2 separate regions of the Sus scrofa genome follow, and region 2 is linked to region 1. Evidence: chromatin contacts called from public HiChIP or PLAC-seq data. All regions are on one chromosome and are shown on one strand. The core of a region is the stretch at or near the end of the contact, and the rest is flanking DNA. Distances in the headings are between cores, read along the strand shown.

Region 1 (4,544 bases), core at 1,196-3,695:
GGACCCGCCCCTTCCATCTACCCCGGATTCGAGAGCGGGAGTCCTTTTTGTACAGGAGAGAAGAGGGTGCACAGCGCCCCCTATGACTGGGAGGTCTGGCCGGGCCGGGCTTAAATGAGTAACCCGAGGCTGTTGGTTTCAGACTGGCTCTAGCGGAGGACGCTGGAGAAACTGGCCTAGTGAAGAATCCGAGAGGTGGGAGGATGGGGAAGCAGATGGGTTCAGTTGTTTTTGTAGGAAGGACATTAGGAATGAGGACACAAAGGTAACGCAGAAAGAGCTGAAAGACCCTCCGAGGAAATGGTGATCCCATGTGGGCCTCCCCATCCAGAGCAGTGGGGGAGGGGCGCGAAGACGAGGACGTGCAGGGAAGGCCAAAGCTGGGAGGACAGGGAGAGGGAGACAGTAGACAAACAGAAAGGGGACAAGTAGGAGGTGCTGGACATCGAGGCATGTGGGAGGGGCTGACATGGGCATGTTGTTGGATTCGGGGTAGCAACCCGGGGGTGAGAAATACGGACAAGGGAAGAACACTTCATCGTTCTTGTGACTCGTTGGAGGTGGGGGACTCTCAGGAAGGTTAAGATGGGAACTATGCAAAGGGGGTTCCACTTGAGCACGAGAGTCTCGCCAGCAAGTTACAGCAGCCGACATCTGCCATACCGGAAGTGGCGAGGTGTGGGTCTGGGGCCTTTCGGGAGTGGAGAGGCGGGCGCCCGAGCTCCAGGCCTGCCCCTTCAGACTCCGCCCAGCCTCGATCCCGCACCCCCCGGCCGGCTCCGCACTCCCGCCTCCCGCCTGACGCTGCCTTATAAGGAGCCTCCAGCAGGCGTTCGGATTGGACCCGCCCCCTCTAGTCTCTTGTCCTAATAAGGACATCTAGGGCATCCCGCAGCTAGGGGCGGGCGGGAGCGCGTCTCCAGGGTAACTGCGAAATCTCCCACCCCCCTCCTCGTTGCTCTTGGAAACTCCGAAGCTCAAAAAGGTGGAGCCAATCTCATCTTGTAGCAAGGTCTCTTGCAGGAGGCGGCGGTCGAGCTGCGGTCCCCACCTGATGCTCCCGGTGGGGGGGCAATGCAGCGGTACGTCCCCGACTACAGTCCCCGGCATGCTCTGCGACATACCCCAGTCTCGGGTGTTGCTCCCCAGCTGAAGACCAAGCTTCCAGCTCTTCATTTACAGCCTTTATTCTGCATATGGGATCGATGCCCCCAATTCTCTTGTTTGCGACCCTGTCTTCTGCAGAGTAAGCGGCTATGGCCTTTGTTGAAAGCCAATGAAATCTCCCTGGAGTCCCCCACCCTAGTCTGTTTTTTGAAGGTTATGCTCCCACAGAGCTTCTGTTTTAATTTCTGTGGGTATTAAATTAACCATATGCCTGGTTACCAACTGGAGAACGAGATTTAAGTCTGGTTTAAAATCTGTTTCCTGGAGTTCCCGTCGTGGAGCAGCGGTTAACGAATCCGACTAGGAACATGAGGTTGCGGGTTCGATCCCAGCCCTTGCTCAGTGGGTTGAGGATCCGGCATTGCCGTGAGCTGTGCTGTAGGTCGCAGACGCAGCTCGGATCCCGCCTTTCTGTGGCTCTGGCATAGGCTGGCAGCTACAGCTCCGATTCGACCCCCTAGCCTGGGAACTTCCATATGCCGTGAGAGCAGCCCAAGAAATGGCAAAAATAAAATAAAATCTGTTTCCTCTGCTCACTGCCTAGTAAAAGGCGGTAATCTTCGAATGCATAAATCCCTGCTCTTCTCCCTTTATTGCCTCATGAATATGCCAAATGCTTTTAAAACTAGTACAAAGCTCTATTTTCAAAGATTTCTTTGTAGTCTTTCCTTGTGTTTTTTTTCTCTTATTTTATTGAAATTGCACATCGCCTTTCCTCAGTAGACAAGAGTGTCTTTTGAGTATGGAGAATGGTTAATGAATGTGTCCTGGATTGAAGTCTCCTTATACTTGGGATTCTCCTTGCTCTAGGACTGGATTCCAGACCAATGAATAGTTGCTTCAATTCACAAAAGCAAAATACCAAGTCACTGGAAATTTTTAGACCAAGAGATCCAGAAAAACGCCAGGATGGACCTTAGGAAAACCGTTTCGGTACGGGATAAAGAAGCGCGAAATCGAGGCTCATTTTCAGGTCAAATCACCCAGCACCGAGGCCTTGGCTCTGTGCAGAGCGTTTCCTGGGGCATTCCACCAACCCGCGCGCTCTCCTTGCTGTAGTCCCGCCCCTCTCAGCTGTCCCCGGACTACACTTCCCAGTATGCAACGTGACGACCAGACGCTGTCAGATGAAAAAGACTCTGCTACCCAGCTGGCCCGAGGACAGCGCAGGAGCCTCGGACTTCATTTCCCGTCGGTCTTCAGGAGGAGCGCCGGAAGCCCGCCCCGCCCCTCATTGTGCGGCTCATACTAAACGGAAGGGGCCGGGAGAGGCCGCGTTCAGTCGGATCCCGGCAGCAGCTGAAGCGGCTCTTGTCTTTTCTGGCTCCTTGCTATCTCCTTTTCGCTTCCGGAAATATGGTGAGCGGCAGGCCACGGCGCGGGAGGGGAGGCGGCTGCGAGTCGATTGTCTGCGTGCGCGGGAGGGAACGGGGGAGCGACGTCGGCACCCCCTCCCCCAGATCCCCCGGCTGGATGAGGGTCTCGTGCTGAGGGGCGGGCGGCGCTGGGACGCGCGTGCGCGCCCGCGGGCGCCGGTGAGGGCCGGCTCGGACGTCGCTCGCGCGCCCCCTGGACTCCCCTCCCCTCCCCCACTCCGCTGTTGCGCCCGCGCGGACACTGGCCGTGGGGGAGGGGTCCAGGGCGCGCGGGTGCGCGGCCGTCGCGGAGCAGCCGGTGTCGCGCGTCGCGGCGGTGCCGAAGCGAATGGGTTCGCGGGTGCGCGCGCGCGCTGGGAGCACGCGGCATCCAAACCTGGCTCGGGGGCGGCGAAGGAAAAGCGCGCGAGCGCTCTCGGCGCGCGCGCCCCACCCAAGGGCTGTTCCTGTCTTCGCGTCACCCTCCCTCGCAGGCGGGTCTGTCTCGAGAGCAGGTGGCAGGGATGCCCACAAGGGGCGGGGGCGGCGCGGCTAGCTGGGATGCGGGGGTGTCCGGGTTTTGGCGCAGGCGCCTGAGATTGGGGGCTTGCCCCGCGCAGCGGACCCCGCAGCGACCACGGCCGCGCTCGGGAGCGAGCCCACGAGACGAGCTGGGTTCTCCGCCGAGTACTCCCGGCGAGGGATGGAACGGCGCTGTCGGCCGGCGCGTGCGCACTCGCTCAGGCCTGGCCGCCGGGCCCGAATCCCTGGACAAGTGGGGCCGTCGGCTTTCCCGGATGGGGCCTGAGGGTGGAGCTGAGTTTAGGGAAGTGACCCAGGCGGGCACCGCCCGGAAACCACCCCGCCCCCTCTGTTCAGCCCGAAGGCTTCGAGGGCCGAAGGTTGTGTAACGTGCCCAGGCCCTCAGCGGAGGGGACCAGTAAGCTGGTGGGTAAAGGCGATTCCTTGGGGTTGAGAGTCTAGAGGTGTCTCTGCATCTGTGTACCGGTTTTTCTCGGGGAGGGGTCTGAGTCTAGCCGATCTCTTCTCCGCCTACTCCGGAAGCGGCTCAATCACGTGGCCAGCTTCCTCTGCAGTTCCGGGAGCGGGGGCAGGTTTTTACCTTGGACAGTCACTCTCTCCCGGCTAGGTTGGGCCCCAGCACGACCCAGAAAAGTTTAAAGAGCTCTCAAGGGCCAAGGTGTTTGGAGTGCTAACTTAGATCAGTGACTTTTGGGGCCTGCATATATTCTGGGGAACAGGGAGTTGTTGGGTAGGGCCTTAATTAGGCGTTTGTGGTTCTTGCTTGGGTTTAGGAAGACCCCAGCGGAGGATAGGACAGCTTGTGTAGTCACCGCATGGGACAGTTCTGATGGACTTGTTAGAACAGTTGAGCACCGCTGGTGTCCCATGTAGCATTATGGGGTCCTGGTTCTCAGAAGTGACTGTAGCCTGGGTGTCTGGGTCCTCTTCCACCTCCGTGAAGTTCTGAGTCAGCACAGGAGGCAAAAGCCGAGATTGAGGATGTGAGTAGGAAACGAGCCAGTAGTCAGTTCTGTAGGTTCTTTCAATTCTGGGCTCCCATCTGGGCCAAGGCTCTGCTGCTCGCAGGTCTTCAGACTCTAGCCTGCAGGATGTCAGGCTGGGAAGGAAGGATACTGAGTTACTTGACCAGATGTGTCTCTCACGGTTGCCATTCTGGGGTTGTGTGACATCTGGTCCTTGGACAGGAACTGGGGTGGGGAGATAGAGACACTTGTCTTGGGGAGGGGATTCATGACCTCTTGGGAGTAAGGACTACACCCCGTGGCGTCTAGACAGATCTCCCCAGAAAGCGGAGGAGGGACTTCAGGGCACTTCCCAGAAACCTCTTCCTTATGAGGTACATGCGGCCCGTCCTCTAGGCCTCCGGTGTGGCTGTCTCTGACGGGGTCATCAAAGTGTTCAATGACATGAAGGTGCGTAAGTCCTCGACACCGGAGGAGGTGAAGAAGCGCAAGAAGGCGGTGCTCTTCTGCCTGA
Region 2 (4,510 bases), core at 315-2,814, 80 kb after region 1:
CCTGGGCCCCTCCCTTGCTGCACCTGCACTGGCCTCTTCGCTGGTGGCTGAGAATCAGGGCTTTGCTAAGGCACTGATGGTGCAGGAGGCCCCGGCCCCAATTCGGCTAAGCCTGGGGCCCCGCAGAGCTGAGGGCCCAGTCCCAGTGCTCCAGCTCCAGGTGGAGGTGCTGGAGCCAGTGTATTCTCTGGAGCTGCGCTTCAGTGTGGAAAGACAGCTCTATGCACCCCTGGGGGCTGTCCACGTGCCCTGCCTGTGTCCCAGCCGCCCTGCTCGCCCTCTGCTCCTGCCTCTGCAGCCCCGACGCCCGGCTCCCGCGAGGCTGGCTGTGCGCGCCCTGTACACCACACCCGCGGGCCTCACGTGCCACGCGCACCTGCCTCCCCTGCTCGTGAACTTCGCTGACCTCTTTCTCCCTTTCCCCCAGCCCCCCGAGGGGGCCAAGGTGGACTTCTTTGAGGAGCTCTGGGACTCCTGCCTGCCGAAGGGCGCCGAGAGTCACTTGTGGTGCCCTCTCGGGCCGCATGGGCTGGAGGCCTTGGTGTCCCGCCACCTGGAGCCCTTTGTGGTGGTGGCCCAACCCCCCACCAGCTACTGTGTCGCCATCCGTCTCCCCCCGAACTCGAAGTTGCTGCTGCGGCTGGAGGCAGCCCAGGCGGACGGTGTGCCTGTGGCCCTGCGGACTGATGACTGGGCAGTGCTGCCGCTGGTGGGGGACTACCTCCGTGGGCTGGCAGCTGCTGGCTGAGCCTGGGGCCAGGCCAGGCAGGAGCAGGACTCCGGCCTTGGCAGGCACTTGCCTGGGAAGAGCTGCTGAGCCAGGAGACCGTCCCGTAGGCCCGTTCTTTAAAAAAAACCTACACTTTGCTAACGACCCTCACTGGTTTGCTTCCTTTTGGGCCCTGGTTGGGGGCAGACCCACTGGGGTGAGAGTTAGAGGCTCCAGGAAAGCTTCCAGACTAGGGGCCCCCAGACTGCAGGGCAGTCTTCCCGCCCAGATATGCTGGGCTTTTTTAGGATCCCTGCCCAGGAGGCAAGAGAAAAAATATCCATGTCTCTGCTTCCTGGAGCTGGTCTGGCCTTCCCAAAGCCACCCAGTAATTTGGGGATGAGACCAAAGCTGGACTTGGGCCTCCTGACCTGCGAGCCAGTGCTCTTCAACTGCAGAGGTTTGCAGGGTCCCTGCACAGGGAACTCAGGCCGGAGAGGATGATGGACTGAGACGCAGAAACAGAGGAGGCTGCAGCGGCTCAGTGAGTCACCTTTGCTTAGGGAGGGGGCTCCCAGGCTGTGTTGGTTAGAGCCAGCTCTAGGAAGGGCCTGCTGGTATGGTTTGAGGGCTGAAAGGAGGGGCCCAGTGCTCTAGACTGAAACTAAGCTAACCTCTCCTTGCTCCAGTTCCTAGGAAACCCAATCTGTGGATCTAGGACTCTTCCCAGGTAAGGACAGCTAGGCCGCCTAGTTCTTTTTGCAAACATATCGGATACTTAGGGTTCAGACGTATTGAGGCTGCCGGATGCTGAGCTGTTTTCCACATAGGTTGCCTCACTTGATCCTTGCAACAGCTCAGCAGGGCCCCACGGATGAGGAAATCTGTAAGCCAGAGGGTTGAGTGATTGTCCTACAGTCACCCAGCTGGTTGGTATTCCGGTTTTGTCATCCTGGAGCGAGTTTCCATTAGCACATCATCAGAGCAGAGATCTGCATGGGCCACAGGCCACCCTCCTCCCCTCTCTCTGCCCGGGGCCACCCCCAGAGGCTGCAGGAGCAGCAGCCAGCACTACTGGGTGGTCTGGGCGGAGAATAACCAGAGGCTTGGGCCTTACTGCTCGGCGGTAAGGGCCTCTTCTTGAGCACCCAGTCATCCCCTCCTGATCAGGTGGGCAAGGGAAGAAGGGCCCAGGATGCGTGGGGCTGTTGCAGACCAGGTGGCGAGGTCTGTCCCAATTTGGAGCTACTGCAGTCAGTGCCATATGATCCGGCCAAGCCACTGCCAAGTCAGTAAGTGTTCAGTTACAGGAAAAAAGAAACTAAGTCTGACATTTTTTTCTTTCTTTGTTTTTTAGTGCCACACTGGCGGCATAGGGAAGTTCTCTGGCTAGGGGTCACATCGGAGCTGCAGCTGCTGGCCTACACCATAGCCACAGCAATGTGGGATCCGAGCTGAGTCTGCGCCCTGCACCACGGCTCACACAACGCCAGATCCCCAACCCACTGGGTGAGGACAGGGATCGAACCCCTGTCCTCATGGATACTAGTCTGATTCATTTCTGCTGCGCCACAACAGGAATTCCTGTCTGCAAATGTTAAGTGTCTGGAGTAGGTTAGAGCTTAATTTAAAATCCAGGGAAGGGATTTTAAATTATCTGTGGGATTTGAAGGGGTAGCTTTTGAGACCGATTCTGGGGAGCAAGAAGGTGGAAAGGAAGGGAGAAGTGCCCTTTGGCATTTGGCTGTAAAAAAGGAAGCAAGTGGAGAATGGCTGTCCAAGACAAAAGAGAACAAAATCAGAGGCCCCAGACTTAGCCCCCACTCTCAAAACAAACAAATGCTTTGGAGTTCCCATTGTGGCTCACTGGAAACAAATCTGACTAGTGTCCATGAGGTTGCAGGTTCGATCCCTGGCCTTGCTCAGTGGGTCAAGGATCTGTTGTTGCCATGAGCTGTGGTGTAGGTTGCAGACACGGCTCAGATCCTGCGTTGCTGTGGCTCTGGCGTAAGCCAGCAGCTGTAGCTCCAATTAGACCCCTAGCCTGGGAACCTCCACATGCCTCGAGTTGGGCCCTAAAAATCTAAACAAACAAAAACAAATGCTTCAAAGTGTCTGGACTTGTCCGTGTTGACAGAAGAGGGCGAGTTAAACTAAGGATCTTATAAAAACACCCAACACCACAGAAACGAACCGATTAACAGTTTCATACAAATGTGCTGCAAAATATCAGAAAAAGAATTTCATCACATGTCAATGAAGGCATATTTGCACACATTTCTGAAAAAAACAGCCACAAAGCCGAAGAAAGCTGTAATACAAGACTCCAAATAGAGTTAAATATACTCAAAACAAGCATTTAAACATGCAAAAAACCAGGAGTTCCCATTGTGGCCCAGTGGAAATGAATCCGACTAGGAACCATCAGGTTGTGGGTTTGATCCCTGGCCTCGCTCAGTAGGTTAAGGATCTGGTGTTGCCACAAGCTGTGGTGTAGGTCCCAGATGCGGCATGGATTCATTGCTGGGGCTGTGGTGTAGGCTGGCAGCTGTAGCTCCGATTGGACCCCTAGCCTAGAAACCTCCATATGTCACAAATACAGCCCTAAAAAGCAAAAAAAAAAAAAAAAAAAAAAAAAGACTAAACATGGAAAACCACTTTGGTGAGAAATTTTAAAACCCAGGAAGAAATGCAAAGAGAGTTGATTCAACTCAAGGAAGAAAAGGAAGAAACAGACAAAATTATCTAAAAGATTATAAGGTGCCTGAGGGAGAACGTACTCAAATAAACATTACATTTTAAGTGGCATTGAAGAAAGACAGAAAAACAAGAGAATGAAAATGAGACAAAGACAAAGAAGGAATCAGGAGAAAGTAATGGAAACAGAAGGTAGTCAAATATGAAATCACATCTGTAGTATTGGAGTTCCAGAAGAAAAACTAAAGAATGCACCAGAATTGATATTTAATACTATAATCTAGAGTTCCCATTGCGGCTCAGCAGAAACAAATCTGACTAGGATCCATGAGGATGCAGTTTTGATCCCTGGCCTCACTCAGTGGGTTAAGGATCCAGCATTACAGTGAGCTGTAGTGTAGGTCGAAGATGTGGCTCAGATCTGGCATTGTTGTGGCTGTGGCCTAGGCCAGCAGCTGTAGCTCCAATTTGACCCCTAGCCTGGGAACCTCCATATGCCGCGGGAGCGGCCCAAGAAATGGCAAAAAGACAAAAAACAAAACAAAACAAAAAAAAAAAACTTCCCAATAAAAGAAAACATTTACATATTCAAAGGGCCCACTGGAAATCTTGGGAAATTAACCCAGAATGATCAACTTTGAGATATATCCTCACAAAACAATTAGATTTCAAAGTTTTTTTTTTCCAAAAAACCCCTCAAGATCACCAGGCAGAAAGACCAAATAACTTACAAAGGCAAAAGAGTTAGAATGGCATCAGACTTTTTAAAACCAAAGTACGAAGCAGCACAACAATGGAGCAGTACTTTAAAACATATTTTAAAAGGGTGAACCAAGGATTTTATAATTCCAACAAGTTGTCCTTCAAGTATCAAGGTCATATTAATTTCAGACAAAGCAGACTTCAGAAAAGGAAAATTCTTTGGAACAAAGAGGAGCACCATATAACAAGTTGATCTTCCAAGAAGACATACAAATCTTGAACTTATATGCACCTAACAACAGTGTCAAAACATATGTAGCAAAAGCTTGATAAAGCTGCAAAGAAAATAGACAAATGCACTATTCTGGGGAGCCTTACCCTTTTTATCAGTAACTGACACAT

The links. HiChIP or PLAC-seq counts read pairs in DNA pulled down with a chosen protein or histone mark.
Region 2: an H3K27ac HiChIP or PLAC-seq map of alveolar macrophages shows a contact between it and region 1. The contact joins the enhancer-like site here to the promoter of CFL1 in region 1. A contact is called at or near these places in 1 of 5 promoter capture datasets (fetal skeletal muscle), 5 of 47 Hi-C or Micro-C datasets (adipose tissue, heart right ventricle, liver and 2 more) and 2 of 2 datasets of contacts at active chromatin or transcription factors (alveolar macrophages and skeletal muscle).

What each region holds. Positions count from the first base shown.
Region 1 is chr2:6,469,113-6,473,656 of Sscrofa11.1, forward strand. CFL1 (cofilin 1) reads left to right here and starts at 2,446. Exons shown (of 4, transcript NM_001004043.1): 1 at 2,446-2,526; 2 at 4,427-4,544. The coding sequence starts at 2,524. It overlaps MUS81 (crossover junction endonuclease MUS81), which reads right to left and starts at 1,668. Exons shown (of 16, transcript XM_003122526.5): 1 at 1-1,668.
Region 2 is chr2:6,550,462-6,554,971 of Sscrofa11.1, forward strand. It overlaps AP5B1 (AP-5 complex subunit beta-1), which reads left to right. Exons shown (of 3, transcript XM_021082823.1): 3 at 1-875. The coding sequence ends at 748. Among named protein-coding and RNA genes, the nearest start is that of RNASEH2C, 10 kb to the right of the region's middle. Within about 2 kb of position 1,565, at least 5 of the 83 cell types and tissues checked have an H3K27ac peak or open chromatin away from gene starts, as enhancers often do. A contact at or near this core is called in alveolar macrophages, where this site is marked.